Linked DNA regions of Mus musculus: regions 2, 3, 4, 5, 6 and 7 are each linked to region 1. A link is a contact called in public ChIA-PET, HiChIP or PLAC-seq and promoter capture Hi-C data. All regions are on one chromosome and are shown on one strand. The core of a region is the stretch at or near the end of the contact, and the rest is flanking DNA. Distances in the headings are between cores, read along the strand shown.

Region 1 (2,507 bases), core at 6-2,505:
CTCCCACTGTAGGCTGGTGCTTGTCTGGAGCCCAGAAGCTTGGTGCTACCTTTAGGCAAAAAAAAAAAAAGAAAGAAAAAGAAAGACCCCGGTGATTTTCTCTTTCAGCCGCTTTTCCCCAGAAGGTCCCTGATTGGTGTCATCTCATCTCTGTGGGCACAACCTCCCTGCCTGCGGCAGCTTACTCACCAATGTGCCTAAAAGCCTGCCAGTTGTGTGGAGGAGGTAGGGGGCCCACACCCCTCTGCCTGTCACACATAGGGGCATGCCTGAAAGGGGGTTTCAGGGTGGCCCCCAGCCGAGCCCCGGCCTGTAGCCTGCTCATTGGATGTGTCTTTGAGCTCAGCAGGGACACACATAGGAGCTGAACAGCTCTGCCTGGGAGAGTGATAAGATCCTTGTTAGAAAGGTGTTCTCTGGGCACTCAGGGCTGTCAGGAAGACAAGAGATGAACCTGCACACCCATGCCTATTAGTTTAGTTCCTAACACTTGGCCAGGCCTCAGGACCACGTCCTACCTTGGCATCTGGCCACGTCTCTGTCCTGTGGTCCCAGCCAGGGCTTGGGCCTGCCCGAGCAGGCAGCTGTCCTTCTGTCTGCTCAGGCCACGTGTTTGCTGTCCCTTCTCCCCAACATGCACTCAAGACTAGGCTGGCCCAGCATCGATCAGAATCAACCCCTGTCAGGTCCCCATCCCAGCTCTCTGCTGACCAGCGGCTGTCCTCAGATCTGGCTGGGCGCATACGCACTGTGACACACCCTCACCCTCTCACACACGTGGGTCCACACCCAGTACAGAGCCACCTACCTGCACAGGCCTGCCTATGCCAATCCAGTCTTGCTCTCCAAATACCAGTGACCCTGGAAGCCACACGTTTCCTTTTACAGAAAGATCCCCTTGAGAGGTGAGCGCAAAGGCAGCCCAGAAGGACTCCAGTCGGTGTGGACTAGACTCCCCTTCTCTCCCAGAACCTTCAGAGGACACACGGGCAGCCCGAACACCATGTCTGCTATTGTATTCTGCCAGCCGAGGTCTCTCCATGGGCACCTCTGGCTCCCTCCGTGCCTTCCATGTCCTTAGGGGGTAGTGGCAGCTTCCGGGCGAGTTCCATTTTCCTCCAAGCCGAGGTAGGGCGGGGAGAGTTAGAAGGGGCGGGCCTCAGGGACACCTCCAAGTTTTCAGCTCCCCAAATAATCAGATGCAAAGGGGGAAGGAAGAAAAGCCAGGGTGGGTGGGTGACTCAGTGGCGGTGGGCCGGCTTAGTCACCTGGATGGCTGCTTGCTGCTCCCGGCATGTCAGGAACCGAGCAGTGCCCTCCCCCCACCTGCTGTGGTCTGCCGCTGCTGTCAGGAAGAGCTGGCCGTGGAGCCCCCGGTGTGTTCAAGCTGCGGAGCAAGCGACAACCGCTCCCGCCTTCCTCTGGTCAATCGATCAGGGCCCGGCAGCCCCGGCCGCGGCGCACCCCTCCTCCACCGTGCACCCCAGCTCACTTTGGGATTTCTCCATTAGAATCTCAGGCAGCGACCTGCTCCTGTAGGGCGCGAGCAGCTCCAACGTTGCCTGGCAATTTTGATATCGTCGGGGGTTGCCATGGGGAGGAGGGTGATGTCATTGACACAAAAAAACCCACTGAATTTACAAATCAGCTGGGGCTGGAGCTATTTATAAAAAAACACGTTTCTTACTGCTTTCCTTTGCTGAGGGGGAGGAGGGAGAGAAAAGACTGAGGGGTGGGATTCAGAGGAGCCTACTGTAGTTCACCTCACCGTTGTTCCCCAGAAACCAGACCTTCTTGGCTCACAGCCAAGCCTAACCCCCTTCCCATCCGCGCCCCAGGTTTGCAGCTGTGGGTCTCAGCCCTGGCAGGCGTGGCCACACCTGGGCTGCACGTTCTCATCTGGTTTTGTCCTAAAGGGCAAAAAGGGTGAGGATGGAGGGTGGGGTACTCAGCTCTGTGGGTACCATCTTTCTGTTCTCCCCTGCTCCAGCATCGCCCCTCCCACAACTAGAAACAGTTGCATGGGAGGAAAGGAGACTCAGGATGCCCACCTGCTGGTTCCCTGAAGAGCACTCCGTAAGCATGGCCCCTCCCTCACTGTCTTGAGCCTCCTGCCTCCTTCACTGGTCATTTTCTCTCATGTCCATCTGGGAAGTGCCCAAATTCCCGTCTTAGCCAATTGTTTGCCTTTTCCCTTTTCCCAGGCATCATTCCATAATCTCTCTGTGGCTTCCTCTAAACTCTGCTGAAGGCTGACCTCAAACCTATGTGGTAGCTGCCCCATTGTGAACAGTCCAGCCCACACTGCCCACCACGTGTTCCTAGACCCACAAGTACTGCCACGAGAAAGCTAGAAGTCTTCTGATTCTAACTACCCAAGGGGGCACTAAAGTATTCACATCACTTTTGAACATTCATTCTTAAAATGTGGCTAACTCCCTGAGCTCTGAATTTTCAGTCTTGAGCTCACATCTCAGCTCTATTGTTCACTAATTGAGTGACTCTGG
Region 2 (2,507 bases), core at 6-2,505, 500 kb before region 1:
GAAAAAAACAGACAGAAAGACAGACAGACAGACAGACAGACAACAAAACCTCCATAATTTAAGAGAACCAAGCCAGGTAGGACATGCCTGGTGGGACATGCCTGTAATCCCAGTAATTGGGAAGCAAGGCTAGCCTCCAATACATAACAAACTGAGGCCAGCCTGTGTTACATGAGACCCTGTCACACACATACACAAAACTTGGAAAGAAGGCTAGTGAGATGGCTCAGCATGTAAGAGCACTGACTGCTCTTCCAAAGGTCCTGAGTTCAAATCTCACATGGTAGCTCACAACCACCCACAATGAAATCTGACACCCTCTTCTGGTGCATCTGAATACAGCTACAGTGTACTGATTTATAATAAATAAATCTTTGGGCCTGAGTGACTGGGGTTGACCGGTCAATTCCCAACAACCACATGAAGTCTCATAACCATCTGTACAGCTACAGTATACTCATATACATAAAATAAATAAATAAAACTCTAAAAAACAAAGAAAGAAAACTTGGAAAGAATTTTAAAAAATTATTTGAGGAGGAAGAGAGGTGAATGTGCCCAGCAATCCAGATTTCAACAACTGTACAGGTTTTCATGGCCCTTTGGGTATTGTCAAGACCTCTCCTGTTTCATGCTGAGCCCACTACTCCTGGCTATCCCCTGGGAGCTAGATTTGTACCTACCGCTGGGCATTGGAATAGGATGGGGTAGCGCGCCCAGCTATTTAGCTGTGGGGGTGGGGGGGCACCAGGTATCCTTTGAAAGGGGATTTGAGGAGACTTATAAAGCAGCCAGTACCACCTCCCTCCCATGTCCCCCCCCGAAACTTCACCTAGAGAAGCGTGACCTCAGACCCCCGCGTGGTGCTCTCCAGGCTGCCCGCAGCCCTCTCCACCTCTAACCCGAATTCTCTCTGCATCAGAACGAGCCCTGCCTGGAGGGGGCTACAGGTGAGCCGCTGTGTGCGCAGCTTAGCTTGGCCTTTGGCGTGCGGGCCCTGGCTGCAGCGCTTGTGAAGCGGGTCGTGGGTGTCCCCGCGGAACTCCCTGCCCATCCAGTCGCCTGACCCTGCCTGGTGTCCGCGCCGCGGGGGCGTGGTAGGCCGGTTGCGGGACCATCAGGAAAGTCCCTTAGAGTGGCTGTCGCTGTCACCCACTCCAGGTACTCACCATACGGATCTGAGTGCTGATGAGCAGATAGGGCATGGTGCGTGGCTGGGGCTGCCCGCGACCACAGTCCCGTTACTCCCTGCTCTGTCCGCGGGCGGCGCTTGGCGGCCGTGCGGACACTGCACGAGCCAATCAGGAGCGCGCGCCGCGGTCCCGCCGCCCCAGAGACCTGGAAGCGGGCGTGTCCCCGCGGACTTCACTAGGAGTTGTGGCCATGGCGTACAGGGTGCCTGTCGCCCCTTTGCCCTCTTCCTGCAATACCTCCATGCTCAGGCTCCAAAGTCCGGCGGATGCCAGTCGGTTTCCGCCTGTCCCTAAAACGTAGCAGAGCGAAAACTGCGCTGAGGACTAAAGGGAAGCGGGGACTGCGTGTCCTCACCAGGACGCGTGCCTTGTGAACTTAAGTGCACGAGGCGAGGCGAGACGCGAGTGTCAGGTCCTGGGCAGTCCTGCGTCCTGGGGTCTGTCCTGGGGTCTGTCATTTTCAAGTGTGGCTGCGGGTCTTTGCATGCCTATCTATGGCCCTGCAAATTAAGTCTGTGCATCATCTACACTCTTGGCTGGGTGCCAGTCCTCTGGCTGTAAAGGCGCGGAACCTGTTCCTCCTGCAGGGAGCCTTGGGAGCACGCGCAGATCACAGGGTAACACCTGAGGCATAGAAACGTCGATCCCTAAGCCTGATGCCCAAGAGAGGGCGGCGAGTTCACAACTAGCTGGTCCACGCCCTCATCTAGAAGTAGACAGGTCAACATTCTTCAACCGACTCATTCTGATTGGTTCCCTAAAAAGCAAAGACGAACAAAATAGTTGCCCTGGAAAAGCATATAACCAGTTGCCCTGGAACACGCCCCGCCCCTGGCCTGGAAACCTGACCTTCTTACCTAACTGGTCTGATGTATTTATATGATCCTCTTCCTGTCCGGCACCAGCTCTCGCACCCCAACAATTAGCGAGAGGGATAAGACGCATCTATGTTTAACAAAGAGCTCGTTAAAGAGGCAGAAAGGGACGTGCTGTAATGCAGAGGTAGAGGGCAAAAACTGAGGTTCTAAATTTAACCCTCAGTCCTGGGACGGTGAAAATAAAAGTCTCATCAGGGAACCTATCAAGAACCCCTACAGGGGCTGGGATGATGCTCCGCTGATTCCATGGTTCGCTGAGTTTGATCCTAAGCTCCGTTGTAAGCCGGAACTGAGAGCTGGGATAAAATAAGCTCTTTTTCCCCTAAGATGCTGGGCTTGTTGTGGTGGTGGTTGTTGTTTGTTTTGAGTATTTTATCTCAGCAACAGGAAGGAAGAGAGAGAGAGAGAGAGAGAGAGAGAGAGAGAGAGAGAGAGA
Region 3 (2,507 bases), core at 3-2,502, 380 kb after region 1:
CTCAGAAATTCGCCTGCCTCTGCCTCCCGAGTGCTGGGATTAAAGGCGTGCGCCACCACGCCCGGCTCATTGTCTGCATTTTAAGAATTGGTTCTACATCATCTTGGTAATCACTCAAAGGCATTTCATTGGGAAACAGGAAAAACCTGAAGTCCCAGACTAGAAGTAACTAGAGCAAGCCTGAGGGCTCCCAGGCTGCAGCAACCAGATGGCACCCTGGCAAGCAAGCCTCCGGGAAGCAAGCCATTCAGATCTCGTTCTCTATAATTCCACCAAGTGTACTCCTCCCCTGTACAGCTTTTAGTGAGCAACTCCCTCACCCCAACTTCTTCTCTTCTTTCTAAAACAAAGTCGATAGTTCCAATATACTTAAGGCCACACCATGAAATGGGGGTGCTAGGAATATATCTATTAAAGCTAATTAAAATATTCTCATTTTCTGGTTGCCCAGTGGGTCTGTTGGGAGAGATTAAAAAGTATCAAAGAAGGTCAGTTATAAAAAATTAAAACTGGGTCTGGTGATGGTATTCCCAAAGGAAGAGCTGCCCCGTGGCTGGAGCTCTGCCCACACTGAAGTGGGGTCAAGCTCCACCCTGATTCTTGATGGAGAAGGCTTTCCTCCAGGCTCCATGGATGCTTGTTTTCAGATTCTCTGAGATTTCTGTGTGTGCCTTTATGGTGTGTGTGTGTGTGTGTGTGTGTGTGTGTGTGTGTGTGTGTGTGTGTGTTTTGAGGGGGGAGGTGTTTTTCTTTCTATTTAAGGAATCCTGAGTGTAGTATTCCTGAGCTGCTGGGTTTGGTGAAGCTAGGTGTGGTTACTCCATCCAAATTTCCTGCTGTGCACATGAAACTGAAGATTCCTATGCTCTCTAAAGTTCTGATGTAGTAGGGTTAGATGTAGGGACTCTGTACTTTAGAAGTTTCGTGGTGATCCCAATGGTCATGTAGGTTTATGAACTATGGGCTTGGGGCTGGAGACTTGATGACATATGGTTACTCAGTAAGAAAACATCACAAGTGTTTACACACACACACACACACACATGCACACGCACGTTCCCACTTATTCAGGATAAGAGTTGCTTATACTGATGCCACTGTCACCATGGTGATAAGCTGAACGTAATGACGTATGGGCACTCCTCTGATTTGGAAGCCTTGCCAGGCATTTCTTACACACTTGACTCAGCAGTTAAGCACTAGATGCTTTTGCCAGCATCCCTCAGAGGTAGTCATTGTCAGGGCTTCCTCATCCAGGAAGCTGGTGTTGGACTCAGTGAGTCAGAGTCCTATAATGGGCACCCCCTGAGCCTGCCATGGGACCTACAGTGGGAATGTGCTGGCTTCCTGCTGTGGACTCAGTGGAAATGCTTCCCAGGGTGGAAAGAGCAGTCCAGCCCAGGAGCATGGGTGAAGGCTGGTGAGTCTGTTGCTAGTGGTCGTTTGGGACTTGACTACAGATCTGACTCAAACAACTTTGGAATGGATGGATCCAAGTGCTGAGGTGCCTAGCAGCCTCATGGTGCTACAAGAGGAGACTTAAACATGGGTGACAGGGTTAAAATTATGGATTGAAAATCCAAAATATATGTTGTTTCAAATATACAGACTGTGGGACCAGTGCAAAGTGACTCAGCTGGTAAAGGTGCGACCTTTACCTTGGAGTGCTACTTTAAGCTTGGAGACCATAGTCTGATGGCCAGAAGTTTCATAATGGTGGCTGACCACCACATATGCACCATGGCAACCCAACCCAACACAGGTGTGCATGCAAATGCACACACACACACACACACACACACACACACACACACACACACACACATTCAAAAAACAACATGAAAATCCTCAGGATTTTGATTCTCACAAAGGGAATAATTTATTTGTGAGAAGTTCTTTAAGGGATAAAGACTCTTCTAGCAGTGAAAATCAAATATACCGCAATGTGTACATCTCTTCATAGACAATATCTTCCAGTGGACTATTACATTAATAGATCCTGAGCATATTTTTAAGTCTTGCCTGTAACACTATGTAAAGAAAGATGCTTTGGTTAGACTCAAATCTGTGTACCAGTGACGAAAGGCTTCCAAATCAGGAGGATTCTCATAAATCATTATTGTTCAGCTTATCACCATGGTGACTGGTGGCATCAGTATAAACAACTCTTATCCTGAATAAGTGGGAGTCCGTGTGTGTGTGTGTGTGTGTGTGTGTGTGTGTGTGTGTGATCACTGTTGATGTTTTCTTGAGTCACTATCACCAAACTAATGCAGAGTGCTTTAGAGAATTCCTGGAAACAGCTGGCCCACATGTCTAGATGTATCAGTTGGTTTTTCTACATTGTCTAGAAGATCACAGAACATTGAGTTTGAGAAGACCTTGGCAGTAAGTTCTGTACATATTCAAGGACAAAGGCAGCTCCTTGGAGTGACTCTGCCTGGAGCTCTGGATAGCCTGTGCCCTGGATAGCAGGCTTAGTACCATGTCCTTCCCATAGCGTGTGG
Region 4 (2,507 bases), core at 6-2,505, 370 kb before region 1:
CCAGCACCCACACCAGGAGTCTCACAACCTTCTACAGACACCAAATGGAAGACATACATATAATTTTTTTTAAAGTTACCCCAACATTTTTTTAATCATTGGGAACAAGGAATAACCAAAGAAACATGTTGACAATCATTGGAGGCTGTGTAAGAGAGATAGTTTTAATTTTAGATAGGATTTTCACTTGCAGTTCAGATTGACCTAGAACTCCACAGCCTCATGCCCTCAGCTTTAGAATGCTAGGGTTACAGGCACTACTACATCTGGCTATTGAAGGTGTTATAAACTCTCTCTCTCTCTCCCCCTTCCCACACTACCATCATCTTCCATACGTCTTTGGTGCCATTTGTACATTTGTCTGTCTGTCTGGTGGACCTCCTCCTACACTAAGCTGGGGCCCATAAGACGTCTTTTTAAAAATATATATTTATTTTATGTATATGAGTACACTGTAGCTGTCTTCAGACACCAGAAGAGGACATTGGACCCCATTACAGATGGTTGTGAGCCACCATGTGGTTGCTGAGAATTGAACTCAGGACCAATGAAAGAGCATTCAGCGCTCTTAACCACTGAGCCATCTCTCCAGCCCCACCATAACAAGTCTTCTGTGTTCTGAATTCACACTCACAATACCTATAGCAGAGTAGGAGCTTAGTATTTTTTTTTTAACTAAATGAAGTCTCAGGAGTCAGTGAATTGAGGCCCCGATATCCTAAGTCACTGACATGCTCTAACTTGAGATAGTCACGAGGTAAAGGTAACACAAATATTCAGAGGATTGTTTGGGAGATAATTGATACACGATTTACTGACCCCAAATCTGTATTTTCACCTAATATTGGGATACACACTGAAAACAATCCAAGCAAGGGCCGTTGGAAGGGGATGCGCCTAGAGCCTTGGGGCTTTGAGGACCATCTAGTTTTGTAAGATAAGCAGGGACCTTATTTCAGAAGGACTTTAGAAATCAAGATCTCTGGGGACCAAGAAAAGTCTAGAAAACTGGCTTCCCTAGCCGAGTCTGGGATGGGTGGTGAAAAGCTGGAACTCTGGAGCCTGCAAAGAATCAATCCGGTCCTGGAGAGTTAAGGTACTAAACTCTGGACAGGAGATTCCATCGTTTCCTGGCAACCACTAGTTCCGCCCACCGATTGCCCGCCTCTGGGCGTCATTAACTATTTTACCAATCAACTCATAGAACGACAGAAAATCAGACATCAATTGGAGGGCTTCTCAGCTCCGTCACTCAGAGACTCCGCCCCTCCCCGATTCTTCCTGACTGCCAGCGACAAACCTGAGCCGGGCGTTTGGAAACTGCTGGGCAGGTAATTGCGGTAGGTGAGGGGCCGCGGTGTCCCGTGTTTAGCATCTCCTACTATGGCCTGACCCCGAAACACAACTGAGGGTATCAGGGGCCGGATCGTCAAGACCAGTGATTTGTTTAGGCCGGGGTGACTGAGGCCTGGGATCTGGACACACGTTTTCCTCTACCGTTCTGAAGGTTCCCGGGGTCAGGGACATGCCTCACCCCACCCCACCCCCGAGTGAGTGCAGACTTGGGGTTTGGGTGTGTAGAGTACTTCCACGGAGATTCTAAGGACTTCGTGACATATCTGACCTTCTACTACTATCTACTTTGGGCCCTCGCGCTGGCTGGACTTGGCTGGAATTCAGACTTTGCCCTTGTCAGCTTTCCTGATCTTTAAAAGCCCTCTTAAAAGAAGGCGTCGACCGATTCCATAAACCTAGATGGTTATGGAAGCCCCTAGACTCTATGCATAGCCCTTCTCCCATCTCGGCGTGGGCGACTTTCAGTGTGTTTCCCAAGCAGGCATAGTGTTGGTGCTGGGTGAAAATAAGGATTTGGAAGCAAAACATCATATACCAGCAATGCTGCTTTGAGCAAACTGCTCATTTGATCTTGTTATTTCCTCTTCCTGCTTCTTCCTCGCCCTTTTCCTGCTCCACTTCCTTCTTCCTCACCAGCTCCTGGAATTCATGCTCTTTTCTGCCTCAGACTCCTTAGTGCAGGAGTACAGATGTGCTTCACCATTCCTAAATGTGTCTCTAAAATGATGAGAATGCCTCTCTTTCATTATTTACATTCAGTGCTAATTATTTGGTTGAATACACATTGCATACACTTATTCAATTATCGCACTTTACAGCAAAAATATGGGCAATTAAAATAGTAATAATAAAAAAATAAAGTGGAAAAAGTATGAATAGGGGTGTGGAGGAACTTGAAGTACACAGCCCTGCTGCCACTGTAATACACACTTAACCTTGCGCTATGATGACTTTTCACCAAGCCCATTTTTGCTGTTTTCACATGTGAGGGACAATGTAAGACTGTCAGTCTGTGTCCCACTGAAGACACCCTAACTGACCATGATAGAACAGCTGTATGAGGGAGGTCTGCAGACAGCACAGTAGTTAGCCACGGATGCACCATGGGAACATAGAGAGTCTTGTGTTCATTGAATATGTAAAATGCAAGG
Region 5 (2,507 bases), core at 4-2,503, 310 kb before region 1:
AGCAGAATCTCTGGACAGACCAACAGGAAGAATAAGGTAGGAATCATCCTTCCTGGCAATAAAGGTTGTGTGGCCCATCCTAGGAGGACACAGGACCTCCCAAAGTAGAAGAGCTCGAGAAACAGAGCTCAAATCCCTTGGGGAGAAGAATAAGAAATCCGACTTTGTCCTGGGGGACCTGTTGGGCAGGAAGAGGATCCTTCCAAGCCTAGAGATTCCAGGGAGGGTTCTGAGAGCACTAGTCTGCTACACAAACTTCATCAGGCCCCATCTAGAAACCGTGCTCTGAACTGAGATGGTGAATCTAGATCTTAGGGAAGGTTGGGCCTGAGTCAGGCACAGCGAGGACAGCGTTTAGGACACCTAAAGGACAGGAATTAATGAGAGGGCCATATAACAGACAGCCAGAAATAGCCTAGAACGGGAAGACTGGGAACCAAATGGGAGCAGAAATGTGAGTTGAATACTTGGGTCACAGCTGATGGAGTTGTGTTAGCCTAAATTGCCAGGGGTCAGTATTGAGGCTGATGGAGGGTCTGGGGAAGAGTGGGACACGGGAGGAAGACAATGGCGACAGGAAGAGGAGGAGAAGGGAGAGGAGAAGAAGCAGCTAGAATCAGGAAGCTGGGTGGTGTATGCCTGTAATCCCTGAGTTCCGGTGGAAGCTTTAGGATCCAGAGTTTGAGACTCTATCTCAAAATAAACAGAGGATCAGATCAATTATAGGTATGAAAATGTCAGCTCTGTGTAGATAAATACAAAGCATTTGGGCGATGTCACAGTTTGTCATGTTTGTCCTCAAAACATAAGTTCGGGGAGCAGGCGAGGTTGTTAGCGCAGTGGTCAAAAATTCCTCTATCGCTGCACCACATACCAGAGCGAGCCTGCTTTCCTACCCTCCTGTGCCAAGACTGGCGGCCTCCAAAGAGCCACCCGAAAATTCGATCTAAAACGCTGTTCTAATGAGGCTGATCTCAGGCTCGCGCATGGCTGGCGCAGTGCAGACCGGGGGGGCTGCACAGCCGCGGCCTGCACTGTATCAGCACCGGGTTCACCCAGCGCTCCGTCTCCGCCTCGCCGGCGGCGGTGCTGGCACCGGCATCGGCTGCCCCAAGTTCACGCTTGCGCGACCCGCACGTTCCCTCGGTCCCAGCCCCAGGGAGCCGCACGGCAGCAGGACTAAGACCTTGATCCTGACCCGGCCGGGGATGCGTGGCCGGGCGCTCCGCGGCTCGCGAGGGCTGGGAACTGCAGCAAGTGCCGGAGTCACGAGCAGGGGGCGCTCAAGGGATGCCCCGAGTCAATACCGGGTGGGGCGGAAAGAGAAGGTCCTGTCACTCGCTGAACCATGGGCCCACTAGGGTAGCTCCCTAGAGGCTCGGTGTGGGCGAGAAGCCACCGGAGGGAGTGATGAGGTCCCCGAGGGGCGGAACAGCTACTCGCTGCTCGCTGGGCGCCTTCCACCGGCGTGAAGCTAAGTGGAGAGCGGCAGAGAATAATTTGCGTCCAAACGAGGGAGATTTTCCGGTCTGTAGGGAGGAAGAATTGGAACACATTATAACCGCACCCCCACCACACAAACGCCCACCAGAAGATGCAAAACCCCGTTGTCGTTATACAAACACGTGTGCCGGGGAGCCCACTATAACCACATCCCCACCACACAAGAGCCAAGACCCTTTTGTCGTTACACAAACACTTGTGCAGGGGCCAAGCAGATTCCTTTGCCAGAACACGTAGACACGAAGCGCCACCTAAAAAATCTGTCACTCATTAAACACAAAACCCGAATCTAGGACTGTGCCAGACACATTCAGGATAAGGCAGTCATGGGTGTTGTTTGCAACCTGACTTTCCTGACTGTACCCTTCAAGGCAGGGCTTGGTAACTCTCCCACTCCTCCCTAGAAATCCACTTACACAGCGCTTTCGTAGAGCACGTGGATTTTATTGAAGGCTTCTAGAGGAAAGCAAAGAAAGGACATGTACGCATAGGGCAGGGGGCACAGCCCTTCATTCGTCCAGAAAGTTCTTTCTTTTTGCCTGTTTGGCTGTTTCTTACGGCCCCTTTATTTGAGCAGCGTCTGAATCATGCCTACTTGAACCGCACCCCCACGCCCTTCCAAGAGACTTTGCCACATCTTCACCCGTTTGTGCAGAGAGGAGGGGGGGGGCTTGCATCTCCTAAATTGCTCACTGGCACGCACACTTGCTTACTCCAGGCAACCTGCTCAGCATTCCCTGCAGTTAGTCAACAACACCCCACCTCCACCGTCTTTCTCTTTCTTTCTGTAGGAGGAGATGGCTAGGCATCCTCGAGTGCATGCGCAGGCCAGAAGCCAATGCAGGTGTCTTCCTTTATCGCTCTCCATCTTGATTTTTTTTTCAATTTGCAATTCTTTGCAAACAATTTTATTTGTTTGCGTTTCCACGTGTCTGTACAGATTCACACCTGTAGGAGCCAGAGGACAACTTGTGGGAGTCATTCTCTCCTGACATGTAGGTCCT
Region 6 (2,507 bases), core at 5-2,504, 270 kb after region 1:
CAGCTGGGTCTCCCTGAGTCCCCTGCACATTCTGTAACACTATTCTGGTGGCCTAGGCCCTACTTCCTGGTTCCCTGGAAACAGAGAAGTTGCCAGATGACCTGTAGGTTATCTTACTATTTACAAGAAGCATGTATAACTGTATGTAAAGTTACAAATAAGGCCTAAAAAAGTAAGCTTCCCGCCGGCAGCAGGGGTTTTGTGCATGTTTTACCCATGACTGTGTTCCTAGCGTCTAAATCATTAAATTAAAAAGTATATTGGTTTAGTGGGAGAATCTTGGCCCTGACAGCTTAAGTAAAGCCTTTTCCTAAAGAAATACTAGATATAGAGAAAAGACAGACATTGTGAGTTAAAGAAGTAAGGCAGATGGAGGAAAGAAGTACTTTCAAACTTCAGGAACATTTTAGTTCGGCAGATACACTATTCAAGGATAGGGAGAGACTGTCACTGCCCTCAGCTTAACTTCCACACAAAAAAGGAAAGTGATGTTTTAAATAGAACTCGGTAAACACTGCATTACAGCGACAATAAACATGTTCTATACCTATTCCTCAAAAGTCTCGGAGGAAGGTACAAAAAGTTCTTCCACACAGGAAACGGGATTTACACAGTGTGACCTGGGAGTTTGTTTGCTGAGAGCACAAGACCTGGACCCACGCCCCCTAAGCATCCCCAGCACAAAGTAGCAATGAGTGACTATGAATGTGCAGTCACAACCCACCTCGAGGCCTGGGGCGAGTCAGTGTGGGGAAGAATGGTTGGAAGGACGAAGGGTGGTTAGGGGACGTCAGTGGGAATAAGAAGCACAGCAGAGAGAGGAGCCCGACCGGGGAAAAAAGAGAATTCAGGCCAGGTGCTGCCTTCTCAAGACCAGTGGCGGCGCAGAGGCAGAAAGTGAGGGTAGTGGAACTGCAATATGAAAAGCCTTTAGGATCTAAGTGGTCGCCCCAGACTGGAGGCGTCTGGCTGGGTTCCTAGACTGGAGAACACCGGGCCAGACCAACCACGTTCCTACCCGTCCGCGCGCATCCGGCCGCAGATCCTGGAAGTCCGAGCCGTAAATGGCCTCCAGGGCCTGCAGCTCGTGGTCCTGTCGCTGCGAATAGCTCTCCTGTGGCTCAGCCCGGCCGCGTCCAGAGGCCCCGCGGCCCCCAGCCATGGCGGCCGGGGCAGGCGCAGCGGCCTAGGCGAGGTAGCGGTGATTCTGGGGTGGGTAGGGGAGCTCCAGCCCGCGCCGTGACCGAACTGAGGGCGGGGCCTCGAGTCGGAGTCGGGTCTGGGGGAGGGGCCTCGAGCTGATGACAGGTCTAGGGGGTGTGGCTCTGCTCTGGGGAGGCGCTTTAAAGACAGGATCTCCAGCGGGAGACGAACCTGGGGGCGGAGTCTCGAGCTGAAGACCGACCTAGGGGCGTGACTCTGAGCAGGTGAGAGGGCCTTGGGCGGAGCCTAGGCCAGGAGGCGGGTCTGAAGGCGGGGTTCTCCGCGGCTGACTCGTTTGGCCCACTCCGGAGAAGGCCAGTGGGCGGGGTTTTGCTCCAACTTCTCATGGCCCAAGACTTCTAATAAAACAAGAGTAGGGGAAAGCTTTGCCTTCTTCCTGAGGGGAGAAATTGAGTCAGGAATTGCCAACACACTTTGGAGAGCCAGTCTCTTAGGTCAAAGTGACAACACATATTAGTTTTCACAAAACAAGTATGTAGCAGAAACAGGCGCTGGAACTCCTTCACCCTGCCTGGCTAGAGAGAGGAAAATTTTAGAGCGCAGTCATGAGTTAAATCGTTTATCTTACCTGACCTTCCCAGAATGAGACTACTGGGAGGAAAAAACCGTAAACCCTGTTTCCCACATTCGTTACCCTTGAATCATTAATTAAATGTCTCATGCATGCTCTCTGGACTCTCTGAAATTCTCTCCTTGCATTTTCAAATCCCACAAAGAGAATTATCCGACCAGTTCATTTAATGTAAATTTGAGCATTCACATTCATGTAAAATGTTGCACCCTACTTTACATACTTAAGGGATGTATTTGTGTCCATATGAGTCAGGGTCTCCCTCTGCAGCATGGTCTGGCCTTGAATTCATAGTAATCTTCCTACTTTATCCTCTCAGCGCTAGGATCATGAGACTGTGCCACCATCCCTATTTGACCATATTTTTTTTTCACGCATATAAGTAACCTATCTATTCAGACATTGCTATTGCTTTGTTGTCTACCTGCTGTAGCTTAATTCAGAAAAAAAATGCACTATCATGCCTCGAGTTAGGTTAGGTGACATGTCTCTGTCAATCTTGTTTGCATCTATCTTGTTCACTTAGTAATGTTGACTTAGGCATCTCACCTTCAGACCACTCTGATCAGACAAGGTAACACAAAGGCCTTTTAGAAACCACCTCCTCCCTCCTTCAGCTGGAGACCTGTTCTGTTTCCAGGGACCCCTGCCTGGATACATGGCAGAACTCAACAAACAGTGAAGATATTTGTTGAGTGCTGCCTTTTTTTTT
Region 7 (2,507 bases), core at 4-2,503, 260 kb before region 1:
CAGTGGGTAAGCAAAGAGGGAGAAGTCCAGGATATACTTAGGTAGCACATCTTGAAGCAGGGCCCGTGGAACATTGCACAAGTGGTAATGCAGACTTTCTGGGCTGGCTGGCCGGTACCAGGCCTGGCGAGCTGGGAACCGGACATGGGGTGGGGCCCGCACCCACTCCAGCACCTGGTTGGCATCAGCCTCCAGCCTCTCATAGGAACCCACGAAGTCGTAGTGCACAGCACATGGTTGGCACAGGTGGTACACAGGCATCCAATGCTCATTCATATGTTCAGGATCCTCATCCACCAGGTATCTCAGGAACTCTGGGAAGGTGACATCGTCCCCTGCAGGGCTGGGGCCAGCTCCAGCCCTGTAGCGCCTGACAATTTCGGCCCCATATCGCTGCTGGTACTCTCGGATCTCTCCAAACTTGTTACGGTAAGCAGACAGGAGGCGTTCCAAGGGGTCTCGCACAAACAGGAACTTGAAGTAGTGCTGCAGACGGTAGCGAATCTCCTCAGGCCGCAGGTCTGCCAGAAACACCAAGTCACTGCGGTGGTCCATCTTGAGGCGGACATCCACGTTGTTCAGGATGCCAGCCAGCACCTTCAGCACACGTTTCCAGTTAGAGCAGGCCACTTTGGGGACATAGCAGTAGAGGAAGCGGTAGCGGTCACTTACGAGAATGTGGCGCAGCAGGGTGCGCCGCTGTCCCACCGGCAAGTCCCAGGGGTCCCGGGGCATGCCTGGTTGTCCGCACACGGCCCTCAAGGTCCGGTTTCGGATGTCCTCCCTCACTTGCAAGTCCGAGTCCCCAGCATCCAAGGATAGGCCTCTAGGCTTAGGATCTGTCCCGCTCCAGGCCGCGCCTTTGTGGCTGGGAGGGTGCAGGGGAAGGGGTTTCATCTCCGATAGGATGCCTCGCTCGATCATGAGCAGCAGTCCGCTGGAGGCCACGATTACAGCGAACATCAGCATGGACGGCAGCAGCAGGGGCGGCCCCCCGAGCCCAGCCCGGGCCCGGCCCAATGGGGCCCGCCTTGGCGTGCGGCCCAGGGTCTCCGCGCTTTTCGGGGCAGCCAGTGGGGTCAGAGGGCGGGGAAACATGGTGCTGCGGCCAGACCTCGCCGACCTCGAGGCTGCAGGGGAGGTGACTGCAGCAGGGGCTGGAGGTCTCGGGAGGGGAGGGATAGTGGGTGGCCAGCTCCCGGGGTGCAGGCAGGGACCAGGGCCGGATGTCCCGCCCGGCCGCTCTTCTCTCCCCGCCCCTCCCTGATACAGGCGCGAGGGCGGGCCCACGTTGTGGGGCGGGGAGAGGGGCGGGTGCCCGAGTCCTAGGAGCTAGTTGCGGGAGGCCGCAGGCGGACCCTAGCCCGGGAGAGAACTCATGAGCCTGGGCCACTCCAGACAAAATGAGACCTGGAAAGCAGGAGCTACTGAGATCCCGTGTCTCTTTAACACGTGTCCTCTTGGTGCTCCATTTAAGATTTGCACCCTCCATCCTGCTTTAAACTGCTCTGGAACCGCTGTCCCTCCAGCTGTGACCTGAATGCAGGACAACCCACCACTCAGTCGGTCTAGACATAAAGGAGATCTGTCCTGACCGGAAGCATGGTCCTTAGCCGCTTGTACCAGTCCCAGCCCAGGGCAGGGCCACTCTGTCAAGCTCTGGCTAATGTCTCCATGGTGACATTTTGCTTTAGTAATTCCTAGGGACTAGTGCTTATCTACTGAGCAATGCTGATCTGTCTGTAAAAGGAATCTCCCCTGCCAAGTCTGAAGCAGTAGGCTAACTGGGACACTCTGGTCGGAGGCTATGGACAAGTACCTCGGGACCACGTATGGCCAATATATACTTCAGGACAACCTACAAGTACAACGCAGCAACCACAGAAAGGCCTCTTTGCTTGGAGCCAAGATGTACCCAGTGGCAACAGATTGGTCAGAGTACTTTGAACAGCAGCATACAACTAGTCCCTAAGCACTACAGCTTGACTTCGTGTGGGGCCCCAACAAGGCTTAAGACAACAGAACTGGGGAACAAATCACGTTTTTTTGTTGTTGTTGTTGTTGTTTGTTTTTAACTATTTCCTATAGTCATCAGCCACTTGACAGTAGATTCTGTGGCTGTTCACATTGTATGGACTCTGGGGTAGCTGTGACTGAAGGTTTTGTTGTTGTTGTTGTTTAGGTATGGGTTTCACTGGCTAGCCAAGGCTGACTTTCAGACCCAATTCCTAGTCATGACAGCACATTAGATGGGAGGACGAAGAATTGACTTTGGTACAGGTTATGCCCAGAGGATGATGAAAGGACTGGGTGGGAATGGTGAGACTATGAAGCTGATTAGGCAGATGAGGGGGTCTGAGGGATAAAGTGACGTGTGTGTGTGTGTGTGTGTGTGTGTGTGTGTTGTTGTTGTTCAGAGAGCCACACAGAAAACATGGGGTAAATGTCTGAACTGGGAGGTTCAGTGGCTTTAAAGTTGGATGCTGGGTGCATCTCAGGCCACTTCT

What was found. Promoter capture Hi-C pulls out the DNA fragments that hold promoters and counts their contacts. ChIA-PET counts read pairs in DNA pulled down with a chosen protein or histone mark. HiChIP or PLAC-seq counts read pairs in DNA pulled down with a chosen protein or histone mark. Capture Hi-C pulls out chosen DNA fragments and counts their contacts.
Region 2: a promoter capture Hi-C map of fetal liver shows a contact between it and region 1, with 5 times the contacts expected there. The contact joins the promoter of Gchfr here to the promoter of Pak6 in region 1. A contact is called at or near these places in 3 of 39 promoter capture datasets (the SN4741 cell line, fetal liver and frontonasal cranial neural crest) and 1 of 115 datasets of contacts at active chromatin or transcription factors (pancreatic cancer cells).
Region 3: a contact with region 1 is called in an HNF4G HiChIP or PLAC-seq map of pancreatic cancer cells. The contact joins the enhancer-like site here to the promoter of Pak6 in region 1. A contact is called at or near these places in 4 of 39 promoter capture datasets (the 3T3-L1 cell line, cranial neural crest, hippocampal neurons and 1 more) and 3 of 115 datasets of contacts at active chromatin or transcription factors (embryonic stem cells, pancreatic cancer cells and stem cell-derived neural progenitor cells).
Region 4: an RNA polymerase II ChIA-PET map of memory CD8 T cells shows a contact between it and region 1, with 8 read pairs. The contact joins the promoter of Ccdc32 here to the promoter of Pak6 in region 1. A contact is called at or near these places in 1 of 39 promoter capture datasets (the C10 cell line), 1 of 484 Hi-C or Micro-C datasets (LSK cells), 2 of 115 datasets of contacts at active chromatin or transcription factors (embryonic stem cells and memory CD8 T cells) and 1 of 9 other capture datasets (pancreatic islet).
Region 5: an H3K4me3 HiChIP or PLAC-seq map of forebrain shows a contact between it and region 1, with 3 times the contacts expected there. The contact joins the enhancer-like site here to the promoter of Pak6 in region 1. A contact is called at or near these places in 6 of 39 promoter capture datasets (the C10 cell line, the HPC-7 cell line, embryonic stem cells and 2 more), 7 of 484 Hi-C or Micro-C datasets (the G1E-ER4 cell line, LSK cells, cortical neurons and 3 more), 13 of 115 datasets of contacts at active chromatin or transcription factors (acute myeloid leukemia, astrocytes, bone marrow-derived macrophages and 7 more) and 2 of 9 other capture datasets (adipose tissue and liver).
Region 6: an RNA polymerase II ChIA-PET map of effector CD8 T cells shows a contact between it and region 1, with 22 read pairs. The contact joins the promoter of Eif2ak4 here to the promoter of Pak6 in region 1. A contact is called at or near these places in 7 of 39 promoter capture datasets (the 3T3-L1 cell line, cranial neural crest, hippocampal neurons and 4 more), 1 of 484 Hi-C or Micro-C datasets (embryonic stem cells), 2 of 115 datasets of contacts at active chromatin or transcription factors (effector CD8 T cells and pancreatic cancer cells) and 2 of 9 other capture datasets (adipose tissue and pancreatic islet).
Region 7: a promoter capture Hi-C map of liver shows a contact between it and region 1. The contact joins the promoter of Chst14 here to the promoter of Pak6 in region 1. A contact is called at or near these places in 7 of 39 promoter capture datasets (the C10 cell line, the HPC-7 cell line, cranial neural crest and 3 more), 1 of 484 Hi-C or Micro-C datasets (embryonic stem cells), 7 of 115 datasets of contacts at active chromatin or transcription factors (embryonic stem cells, epiblast stem cells, forebrain and 2 more) and 3 of 9 other capture datasets (adipose tissue, liver and pancreatic islet).

Annotation. Positions count from the first base shown.
Region 1 is chr2:118,662,325-118,664,831 of GRCm38.p6, reverse strand. It overlaps Pak6 (p21 (RAC1) activated kinase 6), which reads right to left and starts at 1,255. Exons shown (of 11, transcript NM_001033254.3): 1 at 809-1,255; 2 at 1-49.
Region 2 is chr2:119,166,536-119,169,042 of GRCm38.p6, reverse strand. Gchfr (GTP cyclohydrolase I feedback regulator) reads right to left here and starts at 1,255. Exons shown (of 3, transcript NM_177157.4): 1 at 1,170-1,255. The coding sequence starts at 1,205.
Region 3 is chr2:118,286,581-118,289,087 of GRCm38.p6, reverse strand. The region is part of intron 1 of Gpr176 (G protein-coupled receptor 176); the gene reads left to right. Among named protein-coding and RNA genes, the nearest start is that of 1700054M17Rik, 17 kb to the left of the region's middle. Within about 2 kb of position 1,252, at least 46 of the 459 cell types and tissues checked have an H3K27ac peak or open chromatin away from gene starts, as enhancers often do. A contact at or near this core is called in pancreatic cancer cells, where this site is marked.
Region 4 is chr2:119,028,141-119,030,647 of GRCm38.p6, reverse strand. Ccdc32 (coiled-coil domain containing 32) reads left to right here and starts at 1,255. Exons shown (of 4, transcript NM_199310.2): 1 at 1,255-1,331.
Region 5 is chr2:118,975,232-118,977,738 of GRCm38.p6, reverse strand. No RefSeq gene overlaps it. Among named protein-coding and RNA genes, the nearest start is that of Gm39914, 12 kb to the left of the region's middle. Within about 2 kb of position 1,253, at least 150 of the 459 cell types and tissues checked have an H3K27ac peak or open chromatin away from gene starts, as enhancers often do. A contact at or near this core is called in the G1E-ER4 cell line, the HPC-7 cell line, bone marrow-derived macrophages and 7 more, where this site is marked.
Region 6 is chr2:118,387,364-118,389,870 of GRCm38.p6, reverse strand. Eif2ak4 (eukaryotic translation initiation factor 2 alpha kinase 4) reads right to left here and starts at 1,254. Exons shown (of 39, transcript NM_013719.3): 1 at 1,019-1,254. The coding sequence starts at 1,162.
Region 7 is chr2:118,925,243-118,927,749 of GRCm38.p6, reverse strand. It overlaps Chst14 (carbohydrate sulfotransferase 14), which reads right to left and starts at 1,253. Exons shown (of 1, transcript NM_028117.3): 1 at 1-1,253. The coding sequence starts at 1,098.